Linked DNA regions of Sus scrofa: regions 2 and 3 are each linked to region 1. Evidence: chromatin contacts called from public Hi-C data. All regions are on one chromosome and are shown on one strand. Each heading gives the region's core, a stretch centred on a gene start, on an enhancer-like site or on the middle of the called end of the contact. The rest is flanking DNA. Distances are from core to core; before and after follow the strand shown. Region 1 overlaps ATXN1 (ataxin-1). Region 2 overlaps ATXN1 (ataxin-1). Region 3 overlaps ATXN1 (ataxin-1).

Evidence for each region. A called contact is a pair of places that touch in the nucleus more often than the background predicts.
Region 2: a contact with region 1 is called in a Hi-C map of mesenchymal stem cells, with 3 times the contacts expected there. The contact joins two enhancer-like sites. A contact is called at or near these places in 4 of 5 promoter capture datasets (fetal liver, fetal skeletal muscle and liver), 16 of 47 Hi-C or Micro-C datasets (brain, embryonic fibroblasts, epiblast stem cells and 10 more) and 2 of 2 datasets of contacts at active chromatin or transcription factors (alveolar macrophages and skeletal muscle).
Region 3: a Hi-C map of embryonic fibroblasts shows a contact between it and region 1, with 1.7 times the contacts expected there. The contact joins two enhancer-like sites. A contact is called at or near these places in 1 of 5 promoter capture datasets (fetal liver), 1 of 47 Hi-C or Micro-C datasets (embryonic fibroblasts) and 2 of 2 datasets of contacts at active chromatin or transcription factors (alveolar macrophages and skeletal muscle).

The regions. Positions count from the first base shown.
Region 1 is chr7:12,710,897-12,716,010 of Sscrofa11.1, reverse strand. It overlaps ATXN1 (ataxin-1), which reads left to right. Exons shown (of 8, transcript XM_021099774.1): 2 at 2,141-2,282. Among named protein-coding and RNA genes, the nearest start is that of ATXN1, 17 kb to the left of the region's middle. Within about 2 kb of position 2,845, at least 28 of the 83 cell types and tissues checked have an H3K27ac peak or open chromatin away from gene starts, as enhancers often do. A contact at or near this core is called in embryonic fibroblasts, retroperitoneal adipose tissue, skeletal muscle and 1 more, where this site is marked.
Region 2 is chr7:12,332,495-12,337,608 of Sscrofa11.1, reverse strand. The region is part of intron 6 of ATXN1 (ataxin-1); the gene reads left to right. Among named protein-coding and RNA genes, the nearest start is that of GMPR, 81 kb to the right of the region's middle. Within about 2 kb of position 2,363, at least 12 of the 83 cell types and tissues checked have an H3K27ac peak or open chromatin away from gene starts, as enhancers often do. A contact at or near this core is called in embryonic fibroblasts, retroperitoneal adipose tissue, skeletal muscle and 1 more, where this site is marked.
Region 3 is chr7:12,410,627-12,415,740 of Sscrofa11.1, reverse strand. All of the region lies in intron 6 of ATXN1 (ataxin-1), which reads left to right. Among named protein-coding and RNA genes, the nearest start is that of GMPR, 160 kb to the right of the region's middle. Within about 2 kb of position 2,575, at least 9 of the 83 cell types and tissues checked have an H3K27ac peak or open chromatin away from gene starts, as enhancers often do. A contact at or near this core is called in embryonic fibroblasts, where this site is marked.

The DNA of each region.
Region 1 (5,114 bases), core at 1,596-4,095:
ATTTAGGCCATTTAATCTTCCACTATTAGTAATATTCCACTATTAGTAATATTGTGTTACGTTGCTCTGCTGGGCTTTTAAAATATTAAGTATTCCGTTTCTTTAGTGGATATGTATTGTATAAGTCTGTAAGCGATTTTCTCGTATATTATTGTTGCAACAAATCCACTCTGCTTTGCCTTTATTCTTGCGTTTCTTCTCTGATGGAACACAGCAAGTTGTCTTAACTCTTAATTACTCTAACTAGTGTAGCAACACAAGTGCTTTTGAAATAAGTAGGCATGCCAATGCGAGAGTGAATTAATATTTTACAGCCTTTGCCTCATGTTTGACTGTTCTCTGCACTTGAGCAGAGACTGTAATTTGGACTCTATAAAACCTTATCTGCCAGGTGATATGTAAATAGGATTGTGTGTGCACACGTCGATTTGCAAGCCAGCACTCTCTCAACTGTTAGCTCATAACGCAAGCACTCTGCAAATCCCTGGTCCCCGCACCTTGTTCACAAATGATGATCAAGTATTTTGATGCCTTATTTGAAAACGACGTTACTAGATAACACCAGGATCACCCCACCCCTTAAAACATGTACTGTGTGAGAGTAAACGGAATTCTGTGCGCTTCTATTTAACGTGACCCCTATTTATATTTGTAACTCAACAAACTTCTTAACGGAGGGATAGTGTCTGCTAAGGACTTCAAGGATGTTACAGTCCAGAACAGCTTTCTTCTTCCTTAACGCTTACTGATTACCTGTGGGGAAACCAAGGCCCAGAAACCTTACTTCTGCCTCTAGGTCCCAGGCATGCAGTAGATGCTTAAATAAATACTTGGTGAATGGGTTAGCTTGAAGGAAGCCTATTTTGGCTACTGTTCATTACTTTGAAAAGTGTTGGAAGGCAATCGAAATTATTTTCCTTTCCAGCTGGGCTGTGCTCTTAAAAATAGTGAGTGTGTATGGATGAAAATAATCATGAGATGTGTTGCCATGTACCCAAGGATAATTGGCTCACTTACCTGTTTACAGATTATTCACATTGGAGATCATATTCATAGCTCCAGAATAGTTTCTTTCTGACACCCAATATAATCCTGGGCCTTCTCCTTCCTACTGTTACCTGGCGTGGGCTTAGGAAACCCAAACTAAATTTAAAACCAGCCTAAACAAATATGCAGATCAGCTCCAGTAATCAAAGACTAAAAAATCAGCCCAGCCATGACCAGTTGGGGGAGTCTTTTATAATAACAGTGCTACCGATTCCATGTAATGTGGACAGTTGGGAACCACCAGTATTTTAAAATATTTTTTGAAGAGATAGGGCTGGCACCTATGTGAGCCGTTCAAGTCCTCACCTTCTTCCATTTCTATGCGTAGGTCTTTACCTCACAAAAACTACTACAAGCACCAAGCTCCCTGATGGAAAGGTATATGGAAGCTTGATTCTTTCTCTCTTTCATTCATCCATTCACAGATTCACTCATTCATCATACAGTGGGTAATTTTTCCTTAACCATGAACAGGATGTTGTGGCAGAATGAAAGTCAAGTAGACATACATTCAGTAATTAAATCATTGACAGTTTAGCGGAAAGTCTAGTGAGTCTGTGCATACTTAAAATTTTTTTTTTTTTTCCTGCATTCGATTCTTTTTCTTTCTATCCCATTAGACTGGTGTGCTAATAACTGTGGTGTTTCATGATTCTCCCTCAGGTTGCATGTTGATGGTATAATATATGCCTCATGAAAATTAGACTCTGGCTCAATTACTATTCAATCCATGCCCATTTTCACCTGATTGTCCTGTGATTACTCTGATGTGTTTATGAGGTGATTGGTTAGAATCATTACAGAAAAGCATGACAGTAGCTGGCGCACATGGGGCGACCACGCTCTTAATTTGATTGAAGGAATGACCTTTTTTTGTGTGTGTTGGCCTCCCTCCGAGCCCTATGGAATAGAACCAGACCTGCCTTTTGCGCTGGCTGGTAGCTGTGTGATTCTCAGAACACCATGCAAAACGTGATGTTCTTCAAATTTAGATGTCAGTGCTTGGACGCCTTCAGGTGGAAATGGTTCTTAAGGCCACGTGTTCTGTTTTTCATTTTGGATTTCCTCTTCTGCATCCCCCGGACCCTTGCAGGCCGATCGTGCAGCAGATCGCCAGGGTGTCCCATTCAAGCTGCAGATTTGTCTGTCATCGTCGGACGGCGGCGGCGGCGGTGGCGGCAGCGGTGGCGGTCCCCTCTTCCTCGTCCGCGGCAGGGAAGTGTGTCTCACATCAGGTGAGAGTTTTGCCTTGCTCTCTAGTTTCCATCCGAGGATAAAGCCTGACGTGGGAAGATGTCCTACTGGCCACGTTTGCGCCCTTTGTAGCCGTGGAAGATCTTTGCAGACCGTATGTGTGGGAATTGGAGACATCGCCGAGGTTTTTTTCAAACTCGGATTCGAAGGATCTCTCTTTTTGACTTCTTTGGTTTAGGAAGTGGTCCACGTTTGACTTTGCAGTGGCTGATTGTCGTGTGTTGGGCTCGAGCCCGGCCATATGCTGTGTCCCTTGTACCGAAAGCCGGTGAGAAATGTTTTGCTCCCCAATAGCTCTCTTAAGTCAAGGTTTTCACGTTTTTGGTTCTTGGTGGAGTGTGGCCCGTGTGTGGGGAGACGGGCTTGTTTGTTCAGTAGCAACCAGTGTTTGTTGGATCTTGAATTCCTCTGTGTCTGTTCGGATTTTACAACTTCCTGATTTCTTCGTGCACAGTGCATTTTTTTGACCTGGAGAGTCAGGCAGACACAGGGTATAGGCAGGGTTGATGACTCATGGTTCTGAGTTGCAGAGAAGACGAGGAAACTGCCTAAGTGGAGTCGGGAGAGCATGGAAAAGTTAGTTAGACGTGGGGGCAGCAAGGGCTTGGGAACCCTGGTCTTCGCAACTGAAGGAGATTGTGAAATACCTCCCCTGGTTCTATTTGCCTCGGGAGCCGTCCTGCTCCAGGCTGTGGAAATAGCTTAGTTCAGTGGCTCCCAAGCCTGGCTGGGCCCCAGAAGCACCGGGAGTGGTGAAAAAAGAAATAGAATGGGGACTCCACCCTAGACCTTCTGGATCCACATGAACCTGAATGGTCTGATGTTGTCGGCTTTGGGAATGGCTGCATGGGGTGGTCTCTGGGCGGCACTTCCTGAGTCATGCTCTATTTCCTTACTCTGTGAGAGGCAAGGTCCACTTTGACCAAACTTCCCATCCCCAAATCTGGATTTTCAGCCGATTTTTTTTTTTTTTTTTTTTTTTTTTTTTGCCCGCACCTGAGGCATATAGGAGTTCCCAGGTCAGGGATCGAATACAAGCCACAGCTGCAACCTACACCACAGCTGCAGCAACACTGGACCCTTAACCCATGACACCAGGCCCCGTGTGGAACCCTAGCCTCAGCAGCCACAGGAACTGCTGTAGATCCTTAGCCTTCTGCACCATGGTGGGAACGCCTCAGCTCATTTTTAAAAGGTGTTTACTTGCTTTGTCCAAATGTTCATTTTAAAACCGATTCACTAGATGACTTTAAATAAAGAGCCCCCTCTGTGCCCCTGAGACCCAGTTCTGAAGTTCCATATAAATTCCATGGTATCTGAGGTAAGAGCTTGAGGGTCTGGAACCAGCCCTTCTAGATTTAAAATCTAGAGCTGCCGCAGTGACCTCGGGCAGTTCTGTAACCTTTCTATGCTTCAGTTTCATGTGTAAGGTGGAGATAATGTCAGCTCTTTCTCTAGGGCTGCTATGAGGACGGAATGACATAATATTTGTACACTGGGCAGAATAGTAATTGGTATATGGTTTATGACCTATGAACATAAGCTCTCATTGTGATCATGTGATGGGGTGATTGTAACGTTCTTGTTTGGTGATGGTTGTGCCTCGAACATACATGACTAGGAATAAGTAAATATCCCTGTACCTTGGTCTTTGGACCAACTCTGTAGCCCTTTTTTTTTTGGGGGGGGGTCTTTTTAGGGCTGCACCCGCAGCATATAGAGGCTCCCAGGCTAGGGGTCGAATCAGAGCTGCAGCCACCTGCCTACACCACAGCCATAGCAATGCCAGATCCAAGCCTCATCTGCAACCTACACCACAGCTCATGGCAATGCCGGATCCTTAACCCACTGATTGAGGTCAGGGATCAAACTTGCATCCTCATGGATACTAGTCGGGTTCGTTACCACTGAGCCACGACGGGAGCTCCCTTGTAATCTTTTGTAGCTCTGCAAAGCCAATGAGCCTTGTATTTATTTTTTTCTGAATTTTGTGTTTGTTTACCTCTCTTACTGACACCGGATGCATATATGTTGGTGGGTTTTTTGAGGGGGGGTTTTGGGTGTGAAGTTTCATTCATATATGTTGTTTTTATATTGTAGGGTAAACTGATGACTTGCAGGCATAAATGAAGTGAGTTGAATGCCAGAAGTGCTGTGCCTCCAAAAGTGGGAGGAGTCAGTAAAGTCCTGTGGGGGGGAGCAGGGGAGGGAGGAAGTTATTACACACATTATATCCTTGTGAAATACGGAACTGGGAACTTTGCATTTTATGGGCTGTGGGTTGGGGGGGGCATTTTGAAAAAGGAAATAGAATAACTCCAGAGTTATGTGCCAAGGTAAGCGTCATTACGGTCTGCAAATGTTAGCTCTGTCAAAAGGGGGTGTGATGTCTTACTACTAATTTCTTTCTTAGGGGTAGGATCCATTTTAGGCGGAAAATCTTCACATTTAAGTTAGGGGGAAAATAGCGTACTTGCATGTGTGGTCCATACACATGCAATTTTTTTTAAACCTGCGGTGTTTAAAGAGAGTCATGGGTTAAAACAGGAATGTCTCAAGAATTTTATTGTGAAAACAAACAAACAAAAAACAGGCAGCAAACCATCCTGATCTCTCAGTCAATATGTGTACCTTATTGAGAAGAGGTCCACATTTTTATAGTGTATTAAGCAAGCCTATGTGTGGTATGAATACTCGTATTGTATTACTGACACAGTAGTGCGGAGTCACCTTGAGTTTTAAGCAGCTGACATTTTCTAGGATTGCATTTAAAGGGAGCTCAGAAGCATTAGCTAAACATTTTGCATAAATAA
Region 2 (5,114 bases), core at 1,114-3,613, 380 kb after region 1:
ATGGCTCAGCAGGAACCAACCCCACTAGTATCCATGGGGATGCGGGTTCAATCCCTGGCCTCGCTCAGTGGGTTGGAGATCCGGCATTGCTGTGAGCTGCGGTATGGGTCTCAGGTGCAGCTCAGATCCTGCATGGCTGTGGCTGTGTCATAGGCTGGCACTGCAGCTGCGATTCCACACCTAGCCTGGGAATCTCCATAATGCCTTGAGTGTGGCCCTAAAGAGGCAAAAAAAAAAAAAAAAAAAAAGGACAGGTGTGAGGCTTTTTACCCCATGGTTGAGACATTTTGAAGAAGAATTGACACTGCTATGGGAGTAGCTGAATATAGCAGTTAAGTGGCTCTTAGGCCTGGAGACCTGGTGCCAAACAGCAGCACCAGTATGGAACCAGACTGGATGCTGGTTTCAGAAAGTGATAAAGGGATGTCACAGCATCTAGGTGAAGATTCCCTTGGAGCCAAAACGGACATTCAGGCAGGAGAACTTGTTGAGATTTTCTGCAATAGACGTTGTGCTTTCTCACACACGTCGTCTTATTTCATCTCACAGCAGCCTTTCGAGAACATTATCATCACTCACAGGTTACAGATGAGGAAACCGAGGCTTGGAGAGGTTCACTGTCTGCCAAGGCTGCAGTGCTAGAGAAGGAACTGGGCACCGACTTTCTCGAATTTCCATTTGTCCTTTAAACATTGGCCTATTTGGAGGATAGGCATTGGGTGCCTCCAGTTACAGCGGCATTATTTATGGTCTCTCGTTTGCTATTCGTGTCTCAAATAAAATCACTGGCCATTTTTTGTGTGTTGATCATGTCGCAGAGAGTCTCATTAAGGCATGGGTAGTCGGAAGAGGTTAAATAGGAAAGGGGTGGATTTCATTTGTAGTGAGTAATTGCGTCTAAAGTGTGTACCATGCTCCAGGTTCAGATCAGCCAGAAAGCTTCTATTGATACTGCAGGAAGAAACAGCAGTTAATACAGACAACCCCAAACCAAAAACGTAAGCACATCTGAATTTTATGTGTGAAGGTAGATGGGACAGACCATTTGTTCTGCAGGCAAGCTGTTCGTCCCGGTAGGGGGCAATATATATCATTGCCCTCGTATGGATTATTTTCTAGAAGAAGTTTTACAGGCTTGGGAAACTTTCTGAGCTGCGGAGGTGAGGCAAGGAACCTTTTAATTAGAGATGGTTCTGCCCAGCATCTTTGCCGCGATTGCCTGGCACATGGGTTGCAGGAAGTAACCCCCCGGGAGAGAAGCCGAGGGAGGAAAGCGTGTGTTTTTAAGACAGATGAAAATATGTCCTGCTGTCTAGCACTAGGAACTGTATCTAGTCCCTTATGATGGAGCATGATAATGTGAGAAAAAAGAATGTATGTGTGACTGGGTCCCCTTGCTGTAGAGGAGAAAATTGACAGAACACGGTAAACCAGCTATCATGGAAAAATATAAAAATCACGAAATAAAAAAGAAAGAAAATATGACCCAGGGTGAGGCAGTGGGGGCAGGAGGGCCCTTCTCAAGAGAGAATCATAGCTTCAGCAGCCAGTATGTACAGGTTGTGCAGTGGGCCAGGCCGCGGGCTGTGTTCGGTGCATGCTTGAACTCCCAACAAACCTTAAGACCCGAGTTACTGATATAATTCCCATCATAGAGTCAGGTACACTGAGGCACAGCTGGCAGGTGAAGGAGCCAGGATTCCACGTCTGGCAGCTGGGATCCCAAGCTTGTGCCCTCAGCATCCTTGATGGGAGGTCCTTTGATGCCTGGAAGCAGTTAACTCTTAGGGACATCTTTCTCTGGTTCTCCAGCCTGCTGGCTGGGCACTGCCTTGTCCCATGCAATTCTCTAAGAACCCCATGAAACAGAGCTTGTTACTCTCTCCGTTTTCTTCAAGAGGAAACCGAAGCTTAGGAAGTTGGATATCTTCCCTAGAGTCACCAATCACCGAAAGCCAGGAGGCTCCTTACCACACCCCAGTCTCTGCAACATCAAGGTCAACCATCTGTGGATGGCCCATCAGTAAGAGCTGTGGAAGAAAGCACCGGACATCGCCACAGGCATAGAATAAGCAAAGCCCATTTTCGCTTCCATCTTTGACCAGCTTATCACCTCCGTTCATGGCTTATCTCAGAAGTCCTGCCTCCAGGGAGGAGTCTCTTCCTCCCAGACCCTAAGTTAAAGGAAAGAGCATCCAGCCATTCCGGATGTCCCCTATGCGAGGCTGTGGATGTGACGGTGTGCCTCTTTCCGAGGGCGACAGCATCCTTCTAGAGAGAGCGTGGCGTTCCTGTTGAATGAATACCTGATTGAGTTCATGGTGCTGAGCCAGGGCGAGGAGGAGCGATTTGGCAGCCAAATTCCTGGCAGCTCATTCAACGTCCTTAATGTTCCACCAGCTTCATGCTGGGCCGCCTGCGAGCCCCGGGAGAGGCTGCGGTAATTACTCAGCTTTTTGATTGAAAACAGCTGCAGGTAGCGTGCCCTCCCATTGTCCGTGTTGCTGGTGATTGGGAAAGACTTGGGGCATCTTGGGCTCCACCGAGCAGCCTCATTCTGGGGGGGAAAGAAAAAATGGAGGCAGAGCGTAGATTTTCCCACTTGCTCCACTTTTCAAAATGAACCATTCGTCTCTTGAGGGCCAGACCTCAGCCACCCATTCAGTGAGTGTGAGTCATACCCCTAAAATTAAAACAAACATTTCTTTCCGAGAGACCTCTTATCTTGGCTGATCTTTCTAGCTCGTCTCCCTGTTCTTGCTCTGCTTGATTTAGGCTGCTTTCAATAAAATTGCTGCTTGGTAAATACATGGTCCTTCCCGTCGATCCAAAGACAACCAGCAGCGTTTCCTTGGGATGAATGCGCGGACAATCTGGACATGGTTTTGGAGGATGGGATGTGGATTTTTAGAGGCCTTCCGGTGTAGCCCACATCTTGCAGGGCGTACTTGGACTTCCTGCTACGGGAAGTATCTGGGGTTCATAATCTCACAGGAGAATTTGTGCTTGCGATGGAATCTCTAAGTCCAGATGCCTTTCAGAGATAGAGTATTTTATGTCCCTCTGTCATGAGTTCCATTTTTGATCCAACCCTGTATAATCACATCCAAAAATGGAGAAGGCGATCCGGAAACACTTTGCCTTATGGTAGCCAGCTTCGAAAGGTGACAGAAGAGCAACACAGGATAAGAAGTGTCAGCCAGCAAAGAAAAAGAGCAGCCCTAGAATCCCACAGGGTTATGAAACTCGGTCTCTATCCAGCGCAAGGAACTTACAGTCTGGTGAGAAAGACGCATGAAAATCGTAAAAAGTGCAACGAGCAGATCTCCCGTGTAGCACAGAGAACTCTCCTCAGTGTTGTGTGATCATCTATGTGGGAGAAGAATCTGAAAGGGAATGGGTGTGTGTTCACGTATGATTGAGTCACTTTGACGTACAGCAGAAATTATCACCCTGTTGCAAAGCACGTGTACTTGAGTAAAACTTTAAAAAATGGACTGAGGGAGTTCCTGTTGTGGCTCAGTGGTTAATGAATCCGACTAGGAACCATGAGGTTGCGGGTTTGATCCCAGGCCTTGCTCAGTGGGTCAAGGATCCGGCGTTGCCGTGAGCTGTGGTGTAGGTTGTAGACGTGGCTCGGATCCCATGTTGCTGTGGCTTTGGTGTAGGCCGGCAGCTACAGCTCCGATTGAACCCCTAGCCTGGGAACCCCCATATGCCATGGGAGCAGCCCTAGAAAAAGCCAAAAATAAATAAATAAAATTAAAAAAAAAAATGGACTGAGGAACGAGGCTGCGGTCTTCAGTGGCCTTGTCAAGGTTTTAGACGTGATGACAAAGGAAGTCGTCACCATGGGGCCCATTACAGCCGAAGGATGGAGCAGGCTGCAGTGTTAGCCCAGGCGGGCCTGCGGACAGTTATAGGATGGAGCGTGTATAGGAGAGAGCAGGATATCAAGGAGCACAGAGGGGAGGTGCCATTTATGAGGGAGTCACCTCCATGCTAAGTCACCTTGAGGGAGTCACCTCCATGCTAAGCCTCAGGGTCCTGGCCTTTACAGTGGGAGGGTCATACACTAGCTAGTGTGTGAAGCATTGCTGTAATTTGCACACAGAAAGCCTCAGGGACCCCTGTCCTACCTGCTTTGGGGACACGGGGTCCTAGAAAGTCTCAGGGCCTTTGTCGTCCAGAGGATGGAAACGTCGTACAGTGTCCTAGAGATGGAAAGACCCCAGTAGGAGGGACGCCAACCTGGAACTAACAAGGAGCAGTGACTTGTTCGTTTGCAGTTATCCAGAACCTTCCACCTCTGAATGCCTCGAGACCCTCTCTGGAGGCCTCAGCTCCAGAAAGGCCTCTTTCCGACTTGATGGAGGTGTTCGGTTCTCCATTGGTAAATCTGGGCCATTTCATTTCCTGGAGCCCCAGCCCCCCTGTAGCTGCTAGAATCCACCTAAGCCCCGCCAGCTACTGCTGGCCCTTGGCTTTGCGGTGTGTAGCAAAGCTTCCGAGGTGTGTGCACGTAGAGGGCTGGCAGCCTTCCCTGAGGAGTGTGGAAAGAAGATTCTGCATTTCCCCGCCATGCCTTGGGGGACTCACTCATCTAAGTATTGTGGGAAAAAAGCAGGCAGCCTAGAAAACGAACCCTGACTTCGACTTACCCCTTCCTGACTGCCACGTGCAATTTAGCATCTCACCCTCCTGTTGATTCAGTCTGGATATGTTGAGTGGCCCTCAGGCTTCGGGGTGTGAATGGCAGGGCCTGTGCATTGGGAGCTATTATACATATAATCCCTTCCGTCATCGAGTGAGGAAAGAAAATAAATTCTCACACATCCACGACTTTCTCTTTTATGTAAATCACAAGTGTGAGGGAAAAAAAAACAAATCCAGCTACTGGAAGGGATTGAGAGTTCGAAGATACTGTGTTGAATGGATCATGGAACCAGGAGAGACGAGCCGCTCGTCAATGTGCGTGGAACCTAGGGATTCAGGAGGAAGCATTTGCTGAGCTACAGTTAGGATGGCGACCATTCATTGAGTGTGTACATGACGTCAGGCACTGTGTATGTTAATTCCTCCCCCCTTTATAGGCAGAGGTACTCGTTATAAGA
Region 3 (5,114 bases), core at 1,326-3,825, 300 kb after region 1:
AAGTCCTTGGCAGACATTCCCCCCCAGCAGAATGTTCTTTCAATTGGTGGTATCGCAATAAAAAAGAAGATGTATATTTTTTTTGTAATCTGCCTTTCTTTCCCTTCTCTGCCGCCAGTTGTATTTCTTTATCTTAAAAACCCAGTAGGCTTGGACTTGACCTCCCCGTCCCTGTGATAACTGCATTCCCCTCTCCACTCCCACCTCCCCCGCCCCCCCCCCAAATAAACCACATCCGCAAGGACCCTCCTTCCCAAGAACTCCTGGAGCAGACCTTCTTTGATACCGTATATGTGCATACTGGACCGCACGGAGCAAGGTCGGAGCAACATGAGAGGGCTCTGCTGTTTTTAGTTGCAAAGGCTGCCAAGAAAGCAAAGGGGGAAAAAAAAATCTCCAATGTATTCACATCTCTCCGCCTCTTATTTCTTCTGTAAATATTCAAACCCTTTTTGGAGAGGCTTTTGATAATGTGTTATCCCAGCAAACACCACGAACCTTGGATGTACTGAGTACTCCCAAATCCCATGACTCAGGAAAGAGCAGCAGATAAAATGCAGTTGGCACGGTTGGGTAGAGAATCTTGTTACTATACACACACACACACACACACACACATGCGTGCATGCACACACACGTACACCCCAGCCACCCCCACCCCTATCATCACCATAGGAATTATGTAAAAACTAGACAGTCTCGTCTCCCTCACCCCGGCAGTTGCATCTTTCCCAAAAATGGAAGGGGAAAAAGCTTTCTTTGGCTGAGCCATATGCAAAAAATTATGGAACATCTGTGTAAGTAACAACATACAACAAGACAAATTATTGGTGGTAAAAGGCAGAGCCCTTGTTTCAAAATCATGTCTGGAGGTAGTGTGTATATACAGACCCTTGCTTTGTGCTAATTACACATAATAACTGTCAGCTTTGGGGACTGCAGGCTGGGCTCTTCAGTGACTCGTGGCCTTGGGAGAGCGTGCCTTTCTTTTTCTTCTTTTTTTCCTTCTTCCTTTCTTCTTTTTGGTTCTTGTTGAACACACTGTATAGCTTTATTTCAATAGTTGCTATGATCTGGAAAACTAAATCAGAAACGTGGGTGATCTGGTGGCTCAGGTTTGGAAATGTCCTATTGGGCAGATGTCCCCCCCCTCACACCCTCCCGGCCCATCACCCTGATCTGACAGTTTTCATCCAGTGCTAATCGGGGGGTGTGGGAACGGGGTTCGAGCGACTCTGGTCAGTCAGTTTCAGGAATTCTTTTCCTTTCAACATGTAACTCTGTTCTCAGGCTCAACACCCACCATGAAAATAATGTCATTCCAGGCACATTTGGTTGCTTTACTTATTCTGAGACTCATTGTGATTTTTGCCTGAGTGACAAGCCTTTCAGGCACATGTACTTTAAAACATGAGGAGGTGGTGCCGGTGAGAAATTTGGGGAGTCCCCAGTCAATAAAGAAGGAGTTTGAAAGAGCTGGGGGATGTCTCTTGATGGGGAAGAAGTGGTGGGACAGACTCTAGGGTTTCTTAGGAAGAGAGACAGCTCAGAACGTGCCCCCTCCTTTCTTAGAAACCCCTAAGCTCGGAGTTCCCGCTGTGGCACAGTGGGTTGGGGATCTGGTGTAGCTGCAGCTGTGGCATAGGTCGCAGGAACTTCCCTGGCCCAGGAACTTCCATATGCCATGGGGGCTGCCAAAAGAAAGGAAGGGAGGGAGAGAAAGAGAGAGAGAAGAAGAAATCCCTAAGCTCTCAGCGCAGAGCAAGGAAGGGACAATCACAGTGACAGGTGGCCAAAGTGCTCCCATCAGCCTCCCCAGCCCTTCCTTCCTTCCTTGGCTCCCCATCAGTAGCCCATGTTCCCACCAATCCTCACTCCCATTGTAATTCCAACATCCCCGGTGCATTTGCTTCCGAGGCCCCCCCACATTCTGACCCAGCCCGTCAGAATCCTCCCCACCCCCCACCCTAGGACCCAGCTCACACCCCTGTCTCCTCTACAAACCCTTGCAAATGCGAAGCGGGCCAGTCTGTCCCTTTTTTGGGCTCCCAGATCTCTTTGTTATTTGTATTTCTTTGCTATTTATAATACTTAGCCTGCTGATAGTGGAGTTTGCTACACTGTAGCAGAAAAGGCAGTCCGGGATGCCTGTTAGACATGCGGGCGCTGGTAAGAGGCTACCCAGCTTCAGTCCCCCCTCCTAGGGCATCTGATAGCGCTGTTATTGGGGTGAATATCTAACTTCTCTGTCTAGTGTCCTCATTTGCAAACCTGACTTACTAATAGCTCCCTCACAAAGACATCCTGGGAGTTGAAGGAACTTACAGCTCTTAGAGCACAGGGTGTAAGCACTTCAGTGCTAGGGGTAGTCGTCCCGTCTCCCAGAGCAAAGAGACCACATCTTGGTCATGCATTTAGCTCTGGCCACTGCACTTTACATGTAGAAAAGACTCAATCCATGAACATCAAGTCCGTTTAGCCATATAAGAATCTGTTCACTTGAGTCAGCTAAATAATTCAGAGTACAGCAAACCTCGCCTCCCACAGCCCCATCCCTGCAGCCACTGTGAGGAATCAGAGTATTTCAAAACAGCCTCAGAGCCCTGTGGAAAACATGTCCAGTCGTCTTTATGTGTCTGCTTTCTCTTTTGGGTGCAAACACTCAGCAGAGCCCGATTAGAAGGCATGTGTATGTATGCAGCATTATTTTGCAGAAGCTAAATGAAAGCACAGGAGTTTCTCCTGCCTGCTTGTCGTGTCTGTCCCAGTTCCTAGGGCTCAGTGCTCTAAACACTGGAGGCAGTTGAGGGCCCTCGGAAAATGGAGCCCTTGGTGTTCTTCTCAGGAAGCATGTACAGCAAATCCGGAGGAAAAAAATCAGAGTGCGAGCCTCGTTTCCTTAGCGTCTTTGTAATAATATTGTGTGTTTGTCAGGGGGAGGGGAGGTATGAGTTTGTGTGTGTGTTTAACCTTCCTATAAAGAACAAGAGCATATCTCCCCTCGGAACCAGCCAAGTCTATATAAACTTTATCGGGTTCTGATTTCAGCCCGCCTCCCCCAGGAGACAAGTGGCCACATCTGGTTGTCACAACTGGTGAAGCGCTACCAGAATCGAGTAAGCAGTGACCAGGGATGCGCAGAACACCCCCCACAGCAGAGAATTATTCAGTACAAAGTGTCAGTAGCACCAAAGTTGAGAAACTTTGTTTACTTTGAACCTAAAAAGAGCAAGATGATTTCCTGGCGAGGGATGCATATGACACCTGCCCAGGAGAGAGCCATGAGCCTCCTGGCAGGCCATGGGCGGGGTGTGTGTGTGGGGGTGCCTCTGGACCCAGATTACACACTTGTGCAAAGACCCCTCCCACTCTTCCTCCCCAGGAAATCCTGTTCATGAAGACAGGCTTCATAGGGAGAGAAAGGCTTCCTCTCACTTTGTCCTTGGCTGGCACATGGGTCCCTTTATCTCAATCCTGCCTTGTATTTGCGTTTTCACTTCCAGTTTCTTCGTTTTATGATTCCATGAAACAAGATACAGGTAGAAGTTGGAGAAGGGTTAAAGCAGCAGGAGGGTCCTGGGTGGAGGGAGAGGGAAGCAAGAGAGCCAAAAGGAGAGAGAGAGAGAGAGGGAAAGAGAGATGCACAAAAGATGTACAAATGGAGACTCGCTTGGTGTGGTGGTCCTCGAGTTTTCTGCTGAAGGTTCTGCCGCCAATATCTCTCCATCCTTCACACACACACACACACACACACACACACACACACACACGCCCCAGCACCACATGCAGGCCAGGTGGCTCCTGCTTACATACATGGCTTGGCGCTTTTACTCTTTGGCTAAGCCTGTTTCACACATGAACAACACAGCCTCCTCCCAAAGATTTGTCATCCATCTGCTTGCAGAAGGGCTGTCGGCTTCCCTCCGAAAACCGGTCCAATCAACATTTTCCTTTGGCCAGCGTAGCTTACCAGCAGCTCCTCCATAAGGTCCCACATTGCAATCTCTCATTCTCATTTGCCTGGCTGGTTTCGCCCTTCTGTCCTCTCTGTGTCGCCGCCCCCCCTCCCGCCCTCAGCCCTCTCCTTGCCTGTTAAGGAGCCCTGTCAGAATGAATGACAGAATCAACTTCCTCCCCCCAAACGGCTCATGACTCATAACGTGCAAGCAGTGTTGCCTTCTGTCCCTACGAGGTTTGCAGCTTCTCCCCACGCACATGATCCCCCTCCCGGAGTGAAGTAGCGGATGGATGCCTGGCCCCCACGCTCTCCAAGCTACGCCACTGTCGCAGTATTGTGGGCAAACATGCCACTGAGTCTTCCCTCCTGATCTGCTCCAGCCCGTCCTCTCGCATATGCTTGCCGCAGACCGCGGTTAATACCGGTCTGTGCGCATCTTGAGGCTCGCTCCCGAAGTCTCACTCCTCTGTCATCCTGCCAATGCGGTGCCACTTTCTCCTCGTTCCAGGACACTGGCAAACGAGGCATAGGAAGTGGACCCCCTTCTCAGCCATCGGAGCCCTGTCTGTGGTTGAGTGAGGGGAGCGTGGGATGGGCATGGGGAGAGGCCTTCTCCCAAATGACTTCTTGTTCCTAAACTTGGAAAAAGCAAGTACCAGAAGTAGGGAGCGCGCTCTTGAGAACCGAAAAGTAAATCTAATCATAAACTCACTGGTCTTTATAAGATAAGTGTCCAAGCAGAAGCCTTAGGGACCCAGATTGCAATGGAAGGGTTTTATGGGAAAAAAAATGCAAGAAAACAAAAAAGCCCAAATCTGATGTTATGAAGGAAAAGAAGAAAATCTGAAGGGTGGTTAAGAAGGCATATGGGAAATTTGCAGAATCCAAAGGCTGCGAATGATGCTTTTCCATGACCTGTAACCAGACTTTCCGTTGCAGCGTGGTAGCATGTCTGGGTAGTGAGTTGCGGGGGTCAAAACACAGTTAAAAGACGGCTGTACAAAACGGCATTTAAAACTGATACTTGAGTGAGGAATGCACGTGCCTGGTGGGGAACAGCTTGACACCGTGAAGGGAGGTGGGACCCCTTTTCCCAAGCGTTTGTGGGTTCAGAGGGTGTGGCCCTAAAAAAGGTGAATTTTAGAGTTCCTGCTCC